Regions from separate parts of the Sus scrofa genome. Here region 1 is linked to region 2. Evidence: chromatin contacts called from public HiChIP or PLAC-seq data. All regions are on one chromosome and are shown on one strand. The core of a region is the stretch at or near the end of the contact, and the rest is flanking DNA. Distances in the headings are between cores, read along the strand shown.

Evidence for each region. HiChIP or PLAC-seq counts read pairs in DNA pulled down with a chosen protein or histone mark.
Region 1: an H3K27ac HiChIP or PLAC-seq map of alveolar macrophages shows a contact between it and region 2. The contact joins the promoter of BRD2 here to the promoter of PSMB9 in region 2. A contact is called at or near these places in 5 of 47 Hi-C or Micro-C datasets (blood, embryonic fibroblasts, epiblast stem cells and 2 more) and 2 of 2 datasets of contacts at active chromatin or transcription factors (alveolar macrophages and skeletal muscle).

Annotation. Positions count from the first base shown.
Region 1 is chr7:25,149,108-25,153,799 of Sscrofa11.1, reverse strand. BRD2 (bromodomain containing 2) reads right to left here and starts at 3,142. Exons shown (of 13, transcript NM_001123085.1): 1 at 2,759-3,142; 2 at 1-200.
Region 2 is chr7:25,070,788-25,075,082 of Sscrofa11.1, reverse strand. PSMB9 (proteasome subunit beta 9) reads right to left here and starts at 2,886. Exons shown (of 6, transcript NM_001037961.1): 1 at 2,641-2,886; 2 at 755-822. The coding sequence starts at 2,700. It overlaps TAP1 (transporter 1, ATP-binding cassette, sub-family B (MDR/TAP)), which reads left to right and starts at 3,295. Exons shown (of 11, transcript NM_001044581.1): 1 at 3,295-3,900. The coding sequence starts at 3,315.

The sequences.
Region 1 (4,692 bases), core at 1,893-4,392, 78 kb before region 2:
CTTCCCAGGCGTCCGATCCCAGTGCGACTGGCGATTGCCAAGCTCGGGCAGGTCGTGCCATTCGTATCTCCTCCATTGGCCAGACCGGCAGGACTGGAGGAGGCCGCGTGGGCGTAGCCAGCCTGGCCCGCCGGGGTGTGGCCACAGGACGCCCGCGAGTTGTTGTTCTCGGCAGTGAGGAGGCCGCCGCAGTGAAGAATCTGAAATGAGGAAGAAGACGCCATTTTAGAAGCCACGGCCTGCCACTCTGGCAAACAGCTAAAGGCTCCCCAACGCAGCGAAAGGAGGCATCTAACGTTCTTGCGCGCCACAATCAAAAACACACGGTTGCCAGTACCTCCCCTTCCTTCCCCAGGTCAAGCAACCAAAAAACAAAGGCAAACCGCTCCTCAGAACCCACCACCTGTGAATTCTTAAAAGGCAACCCAAGTTCCAAAAACTTGAACCCCAAACACTTTTCCAATCCCTTCCACCATACCTTGAGTTACCAACACAAATATCTGCCTACCCGAAAAAACCGAGGCAACTCTGAGATGGTAGCAAAATCTCCAAACACAACCATGTAACCTATAAAATGAAACCCACCTCACCCCCAAACTTCATTCCGGTACCACGCTCTCAGCGGAAAAAAACAGGTCCTGCTAGGGGCGAATCAGCGTGAACACCCTCCCCCTCCTGGCGAGCTCGGACCTTTCCCCACGCTCTCCGCCCTCCCCCCACCCCGAAGGCAGGCCCGCACCCCCGCACTTAGGATCCTTGCGTCGCGGGAGTGGAAGCCCCCCCCCCCCGGCCGGGGTCCGGAGTCCTCCCCACGGAGCGGCTGGTCCATCGGTCAGCGCCAGGGAGGAGGGCGAGCGGAGGAGGCGGCGGCTGCGGCTCAGACTAGCCCTCCCCCTCCTCTCCCTTCCTCCCCTCCCCCCCGGGCCGTCCGCCTCCGAGGAGGGGCAGGAGCCATTTTGGGAGCTCAATTTCGCCCCCTCCCCCCGGCCCACTCAACTAAATCTTTCCCACAATCTGGTAATCTGAATGGGGTTACAGACTACGTATGAATAAAGAGCCAGAGCACAAGGTCAGGATCTCTAAAGCCACCTCTGGGGCTCCCCCGCCCCCTTGCCGGAGAACGAAAGAATGTCTCCCACCTGGGCTTCAGTGGGGGGGCCTCCCTGCTTCTCCACGTCCCCTTTTCTGGCTACCAAGCAAGAAAGTAAGACTATGCACATCTGAGAAAGGAAATTAATATCGGTCAATGAATGTAAGAGCCCCACCCTCACCCTAGAGCTTCGTGAGGGCCGAGGTCCTTTAACTCCAACCTTATCACCCACCCCTGTAGCCCTAACCTCGGTTACTGCGTTTAAAATGGCCGTCAACCTCCCGTCGTCTTGACCACTCGAGTCGGGCAAGCCCTGCGGGGGGAAGAGCGCACAGGGAAAGCGGACTCTCTCCTCACTTTGCCTCCCCGCCCCCACCTCCGATCAGGCCTCGGCCCCCAAAGCACAGCCGAGCCCGCCGGGGAGGCTGCAGCAGGGCAAGCAATGACACAGCAACTTTGCAGAGGCCTTCTCCCCTCCCCCATTCCCCTCCCCCTAGTGGCCCAGCCTCCTCAATCTGCTTTTCTCCACCCGGGGCCTTGCAAATCTGCCCTGAGGCCCATCAGGGGACCGATCAGGGAAGAAAAATTTAGGAGGTCGAGAGAATACGGAGCCTTAGAAAGGGAAAGGGCAGCCAGACATTACTCTGGCTTATTTCCCTGCATTCCGGAAAATCACTGCTCTCCGCTCCCTTCCAATCCTCCCTTCCCCCACATGAGTCACAGGGGAGGCCACTGCTACTCAGTAATTTGGAAAAGTAACTCTTCCCTCCTTTCCGTTCCCTCCCCCGCAGTACACAAGGAGAGATCTGTTCAGGAATGGGGGAGGGGGTGAAAGAGGCAAAAGACGCCACCCTGGAGAAACCCGAAACCTTTGGAGCTGTGAAATCATTCCAGGTCCTGAGACTCGCTCTCTCCTGTCCCAAGCCACGATTTCCAACCCTTCTCAAGACCCACGTTGGTCCTGGTTTCTGCTCCCCAGGGGACCCCCGAGTTTTCAGCCAGCAAGCCCTCCCCAGTTTGGGGTAGACCCATGCTCAACTAAGACCCCACCAGGGCAACGAAGGCTCCGGAGGCCAGGTCCACGTGAATGCACACAAATTCGATAAAGGACTCGAAGCGTAACCTCCACCATGCCATGTGATGACTGCCATCTCCCTACCGCTGACACAAAGGAAGCACAGAAATGCTCCTTCCAGTCTATGGGGAGAAAGGGAGTGGGCGCCTGGGAACAATCTCAGTTCACAACCTGGGTTGTCAACTCTAAGTATTTACATCTACGGGTAGGAGCTAGTCACCACTCCCACTCCTCAGCCCACTAGGTCACCCCTCCCTCCGGCCACCAAAAGGATCCCTTCTCACCTGGCTCCAGGCTCCTGCACCCCCAAGGGACGAATGGAATGGGGGGAGGGGGAACACACCACCCCCACGCCCCTTTGCCCTCCAATTGGTATGGAGACAGAGGTTGGCCATTCCCCTCCCCCAACGAGGGCCCTCTCCTGCTCGCCCCCCTCCATGCTCCCATTGGCTGTAAACTGTTTGAAGGACAAATCTTCCCATCCTTAGGATTCTTCTCTGAACCCCAAGAAAATCATCCTCCCGGACTCCCCATCATTGGTTAGGCACTTAAATGACTGGCAACATCCCCGCCCCGCAAGGGCCCCTTCTCACCTCGATCCTGGAACCTTCCAGGGGGGCTCCAGTGTTCCCCTCGGCTTGGTGCGGGGGGAGGATGTAATCCGGGGTGTCACCCCCCCGGAAACCGAGGTTGTGTTGGGGGAGGGGGCGTTGCCCCCAGCCCCTCCCTTCCCGACCGAGCTGGGGGGTGGGGAGAGCATCGGGACCGCGCGGCCACGTCAGCTGCACCCAGATTGGCTGACCCAGGTCATGTGCCAGCCGCCCCCCCTCCCCCCGCCACGGGGGCCAGTTTTCCGAAGGTTCCTGAGGGTCGCGCCAAGGGGCCAAAGGAGCCTCAAGGCCCAGACCTTTCCTCACAGACCTAGAGTACTCTAATACCGCCGATTCTCCATATCCCCGGCTTCCTAGCTCGCTGTCGTCGACCCTGTCCCCCCCACTCGCCTCTCCGTACGGGTTCAGCATGGCTGCCGCAGCCCGGGAACCCACACAGCGCAGGCGCAAGGGTGCGACCGACTTGGGGGGGAAGGGAAAGTAGAGCCCGAGGCAGCGGGGGAGAGCAGTAGTGCGCAGGCGTCAGGGCGGGCGCCGCAGCTCCCGCGGCGGGGCTCAGTGCGCGCGCAGTGGGTGGGGCGGAAGCAGGCACCGCGCGCGGACCTCCCGCCTCAGCGGCCCCTCCTCCACTGCCGGCGGCCTCCTGGACTTGGTTCCTTTTCCACAGGTGTAAGGTGCAGCTTGGGACGCCCTGGCCGGAGTCCAGCGGAAACGCGCGCTGCCCAGCTGTTGTCAGTGGAGGAAAATGGGGCCTGGACCTGGAGTTTTAAGGGTTTGCAGGATGGGGTGTAGTGTGGTTCCACGTCGGGAGACGGAGTTTTATCACCACCCTCGTCATGCCTGCGGCGGGGAGATGAGGCGCGGGAGGTTGATGTGGGCATTTTGTTTGACCTGTTTGTCTTAGGCTACTTTATAACTTCTCATTTCCCCCGAATCTACGAAGACTTCGTTGAGACCTGCCAGTGCTTGGACTCCTCTGCCTTCTGCAAAACCTAACACTTTTACTTTTTTTCTGGACTTGCCTCCACCGTTTAAAACTTCTGCTTTTTCTAAGGCTTTACCCTTTGCTCGGTCTTGAAACCCATAAAAATCTGATCCAGTGATGGTTGCCAGCTAAAGCAGATCTTTTATTGTTCATAGGCAATACTCCCTCCCTTGATCCTCAGAATGTGGTTCAGATTTTTTACTTTTAATTCATAACGCCCACTCTCCACAAACGGAACATTACAGAAAGGCCAACTTGCAGAACTCTTGGCTTTCCGACTGGGACATGTCTGTGTTCCTTTACCATTGTACCAGAAGTCCCCTCCAGCTTAAGGAAATTTTTCTTTTTTGACCTGGTCACATTTAGGTATTAGTCTGAAGCTATCCTCCATTTTTCTCCCAATTGGCATTTTTAACTTCTTCCTTTTATGGGTTTCCCAGCCTAAAAACAAGGAAAGAAAGGAAATAACCTTATCGATATTGCATCCCCTTGTACACTCTTATTTACCTCTCAGCTCCCCTGCACAGTCACGACCTGAAACCATCCCCTTTGTACTCTTTTTTACCTCTCAGCTCTCCTGCACAGTTAAGACCTGAAACGGTCTTAATTTTCCTCTCTCAACCTCGTCCCCATTCTTCAGCTCGTTTCTTCTACTACTGAAGCTGTCCTAGCAAAGGTCACCAAAGACCTCCTAATTGGCAAATCAGGAAGCACCAGTTCTCATCTTATTTGACCTCTCTGAAGTATTTGACATTTGATCATGCTTCCTGAAATTCTCTACAGGCTTGATTTCTGTGACCAGTTTGTACTTATTTCTTTTCTTGCTTGTCCAACTTTTCCTCTGGTCTCTTTCGTGGACTCTTCTTTAGCCCCTGTGGATGTTTGCCAGAATTTTGCCTCACTTCTAGTTCTTTTCATCTTCCCTGTATAA
Region 2 (4,295 bases), core at 1,637-4,136:
TTTTCAGTCTTAGACTTTTACGATAAAACAAAAAAAAAAATTAAGAATAATGTTTCCCTGCAGTTCCTGTCGTGGCTCAGTGGTTGACGAATCCGACTAAGAACCATGGGGTTGCGGGTTCGATCCCTGGCCTCGCTCAGTGGGTTGGGATCCGGCGTTGCCGTGGGCTGTGGTGTGGGTTGCAGATGCAGCCTGGATCCTGTGTTGCTGTGGCTTTGGTGTAGGCCTGGCGGCTACAGCTCCAATTAGACCCCTAGCCTGGGAACCTCCATATGCCGTGGGCTCGGCCCTAGAAAAATACGAAAAGACAAAAAAAAAGAATAATGTTCCCCTTATTAATTTTTCTTTGCTATTAACCATCTGGAGGAAGTTATGTGTTCTATGGGAACATTAAATAGTATTGACCAAATCCTATATATATATATTTTGTATGTGAGGAAACTAGCCAGAAGGGAGGAAGATGAAATTAGTTCAACACACAGTGGATGAGAAAACACAATATCTGCCTGGCAGAAGCATTTTTTTCTATCTCTAAACACAGGTGGCAAGAAGGTCTCTGAAATCTCTACCCCCCAAACCCTTTAGAGTCCCGAAAAAATACCCACCCAATATCTTATTATAGTGGCCTTTCTGAAAGGTTAAATCAGTGTCTCCAAAGCACCAGTTCATCAGTCTCTTCATGAATGGTTAAGAAAAACGTGTGTTTGGGACCATTAGCTTCCTTCCAAAAGTATACACCATCACTTGTACTTACCCTGCAGACACCCGGGAATCAGATCCCACCACGACGCCCCCATCAAACTCCACCGCCATGATGGTTGTCTGCAGAGACACAGAGGAGGGACTATCAGAGCAGGAAGAGCCTTGATCCCTTCATGTGGAGGGATCCCTTCCTTCTTGAGGAAACAGCCTCAAGAGAGGGGAGATGTCTGGCTCAAGGTCACACGGTCATTGAGGCCAGAGGGGACTTCCAGTATTGGATTTTTTTTTCCCTCCATCTTTCCATTTTCTCTCTTGTCTCTCCTGGCTGCAAGGGAAGGTCAGAGCCTGGCCATGGTATCACACAGAAGGAAGGGCATCCCTGAGCCCCAACCTTCCTAAGTGGAGTTCTTTGCATCGTAAAGAGAGAGACAGGGTGAGGTGCCTAGAGGCAGAAGGACTCCTTTTGATTAAAGGGTGGGGGAGGGCACTTCCAAGCACCCAGAGGCAGCTGTGCAAGTGAATTACCTCCACATCTGCTTGCTGTGTGTACAGCTGTGCTACCGACCCCCCCCCCCCCCAGCAAGTTACCGTGATCATCTTGGGAAACAAGGTAACAAGCTCTAGTTTTTTTTTTTTTTGGCCCGGAATCATCCATCCCACACCTTTCATCAGAAGTGAGCTTTCAGTTTATTGAACAATGGAAAACACCTCAGAGGTCAGTGGTTAGCATGGCCAGTGAAAAGGAAGGAGGAAAGAGCAAGAAGCACATGAGACAAAGGTTTCATTCAAGGATTTCTGATCAAGACGCAAATAGATATCTCAGTAGACAGGGGAAGGGATTTGTACCAAGGGAGCATTTGATTGGGGAGTTTGAGCTGACTTTTCCAGGTCAAGAAAGGAAATTAAGGAGAAGAAGAAAGAATGAAGGAGAATAAAGGTACAATTTTAACTCCCGTTGAGTTGGAAAGAACCTTTAGAAGAAACTGAGTCACTGAGAAGGTGAGTGACTCGTCCAAAGCACACAACTAAAACCCAGGTCTAGTTCTCATGCTTTGTTCTGACTTCTTACTCTCCACTGCTCATCTGGCTGTGAGGGGAGATTATCTGATTTATAAATGGTTTTATGGCTCTCCTTCTCACCACTCCATAAGTTACCTTGGCCCCCAGGGATATTAGCCTGAGTGTTCATTTTGACCTACTGATTGGTCATGAATAGCCCACCAGGGAACAGGGGCAACCCCATCCTAGAGGGTGTTGCTTTACAACAAAGCTGCTCTGACGCTGAGTGGTGGCAGTAGTTTGAGAGCAGAAGCCAGCCAGTCTTGGGCTGCCATCTGCCCCCCGGGGGCCCAACCTGGGCAAAAGTCCCCCGGCAGGTGTGTGCAAGACCTTGGAAAGGGAGCATGGCAGCGCCTGGGCCAAGCAGGAGCCTTCCTGGGCCCAGCTGGAGAAGGGCACTACCAGCTCACATAGAACCCCCATGATCAGACTATGAGTTACCCAAGGGCTGGCTTATCAAACGGTTGTGTCCCTTCTCCATTAGTACCCATACTCCCATCTCTCAAGCGCTGTCCTACTTCACCCAGGGCACAATTTCCTCATCTCTGTGCATCCTCTCCAACCCCCTCCCTTGATTTAACCATCCCCCCCCTCCAGTCCAGAGTGAAAGCGAAAGCGCTTTGGAACAGCTTCCCCTTAACGCTTCCACCTAAGGGCCAATGCATCCCCTTTCTACCAGCCTCGCGTGCCCAGTCCCTTCGCGGACCCCTAGACGACCCCCTCCAGAACAGAGACGCCTGTATTCATTTCAGGGTGCAAGCAGCTGGCTGCTACAAGCTATCTCCTCACGCTTGTTAGTCTTCAAATTTACTCCTTGGCGCTTCCAGGGTCCCCTTGTCGCTCCACCCCTCTGCTGGCCCTCAAGCCCAGACTCATTACCCCAGTGTGGACTTCTCCGGCCCGGGGTAAGTCCCCAGTAGGTCCTCCAGCCCGCAGCATCCCGGTGCCACGCTCCTCGCTGCCTTGGGCACTGGTTTCCGACCTGGGACAGCACGGGGTGAGCTGCCTTACAGCCCCGCCCCTTCACCACGCCCGCCAGGGGGCGCCCGGGTCCGCTCCTTGCGGCTTCGCACCCCTGCGCCAACCTGTGTGGTGCAGGTCTGCCCGGAGACAGATGACGTAAGATCCCTACCAAAGGGCTGGGGTGAAAAAGTCCAGACCATTGGATCCCGCAAGAGGAGGCAAGGAAAGAAGGAGGGTCTGGCGTTGGTGATAGTGAAGGTGGAGCGCCAGGGCTCCTCCCCCAAACCTCAGATCTGATGCCAACGCCCTCCTCCAAAATAGTCCGGGCTGGCCGCCTTGGGGAAGTGGGCGGGTCTAGTGAGCCGGCGGCCGCTTTCGTTTTCCCTTTCCCATAAACCGCTTGCTTCCAGCTCGCTGAGGCGGTCCAGGTCGGTTCCCGGGACTTTCCGAGATCCCCGCCCCGGCCCGCCCCTGGACCCTCCCCGCTGCGGGTCCGGGCCTGCTCGGGCACCCACTCCGACAGCATCCAGAGAATCCAGCCCAGCAGGGATAGCGAGAGCCCCAGGCCGGGGGTCGACCTCGTACGGCCAATGGCCAGCTCGGGGTCCTCCGCTCCCTGCGGGTGTCTCTGCGTCTCCCGAGCTTCCCTCCCTTGGCTGGGGGCAGCGCTGCTGCTTCTCGCCGACTGGGTGCTGCTCCGGCCGGCGCTGCCCCGGATATCCTCCCTGCTGCTGCCCCCAGCGCTGCCGCTGCTCCGGGTCTGGGTGGTGGGCCTGAGCCGTTGGGCTGTGCTGTGGTTGGGGGCCCGCAGCGTCCTCAGGGCGACGGTTGGCTTCCGGGAGAAAAGCACAGGACTTCGGGGATGGCTGGCAGCTTTGGAGCCGCTGGCGGCGGCTCTGGGCTTGGCTCTGCCGGGACTTGCCTTGTTCCGAGAGTTGGGCTCGGGAGCGGCTGACAGCACGCGGCTACTGCACTGGGGGAGTCGCCTCGATGCCTTCGCCCTCAGCTATGCGGCGGCATTGCCCGCGGCCGCCCTGTGGCATAAGCTTAGCAGCCTTTGGGTGCAAGGAAGTCACAGAGGCTCTGGAGTGACAGTGAGCCGGCTTCTCGGCTGCCTGGGCTCAGAGATCCGCCACCTCTGGCTCCTTCTGACCCTGGTGGTCCTCTCCAGCCTTGGTAAGGGGGATGCGGGGGGAGGGAGAGGGAGGCTAGAGGGCTGGGTAGGAATCAAGCCTAACGGTCAGTGAGATAGACAGGTGTGAGTTCTCGGAAATGTGGATAAGAGCAAGCCCACCCCGCTCAGGTCCACTTGGTGGAGAGGAAAGAGCCCTGGACTGGGTGGGAGTCAGGAGTCCTGGACTCCAGTGCTGCTCAGGTGTTGCTTCACTGGCCACCTTGGGCGAGCTCTTTCCTCCTACCATCCTAGGCTTCTTAATTAACCCTCTAAAGGTCTGGTGAGGCCACAGGATTACGAGTTCCCCGGGGGCCCATTCCAGTGCCGAGAGTGTGCGCTGTTTCTGCAGGATAATGGGCAAGGGTGAAGGGAGGATGGGCGGGAGGTGCAGCCTGGT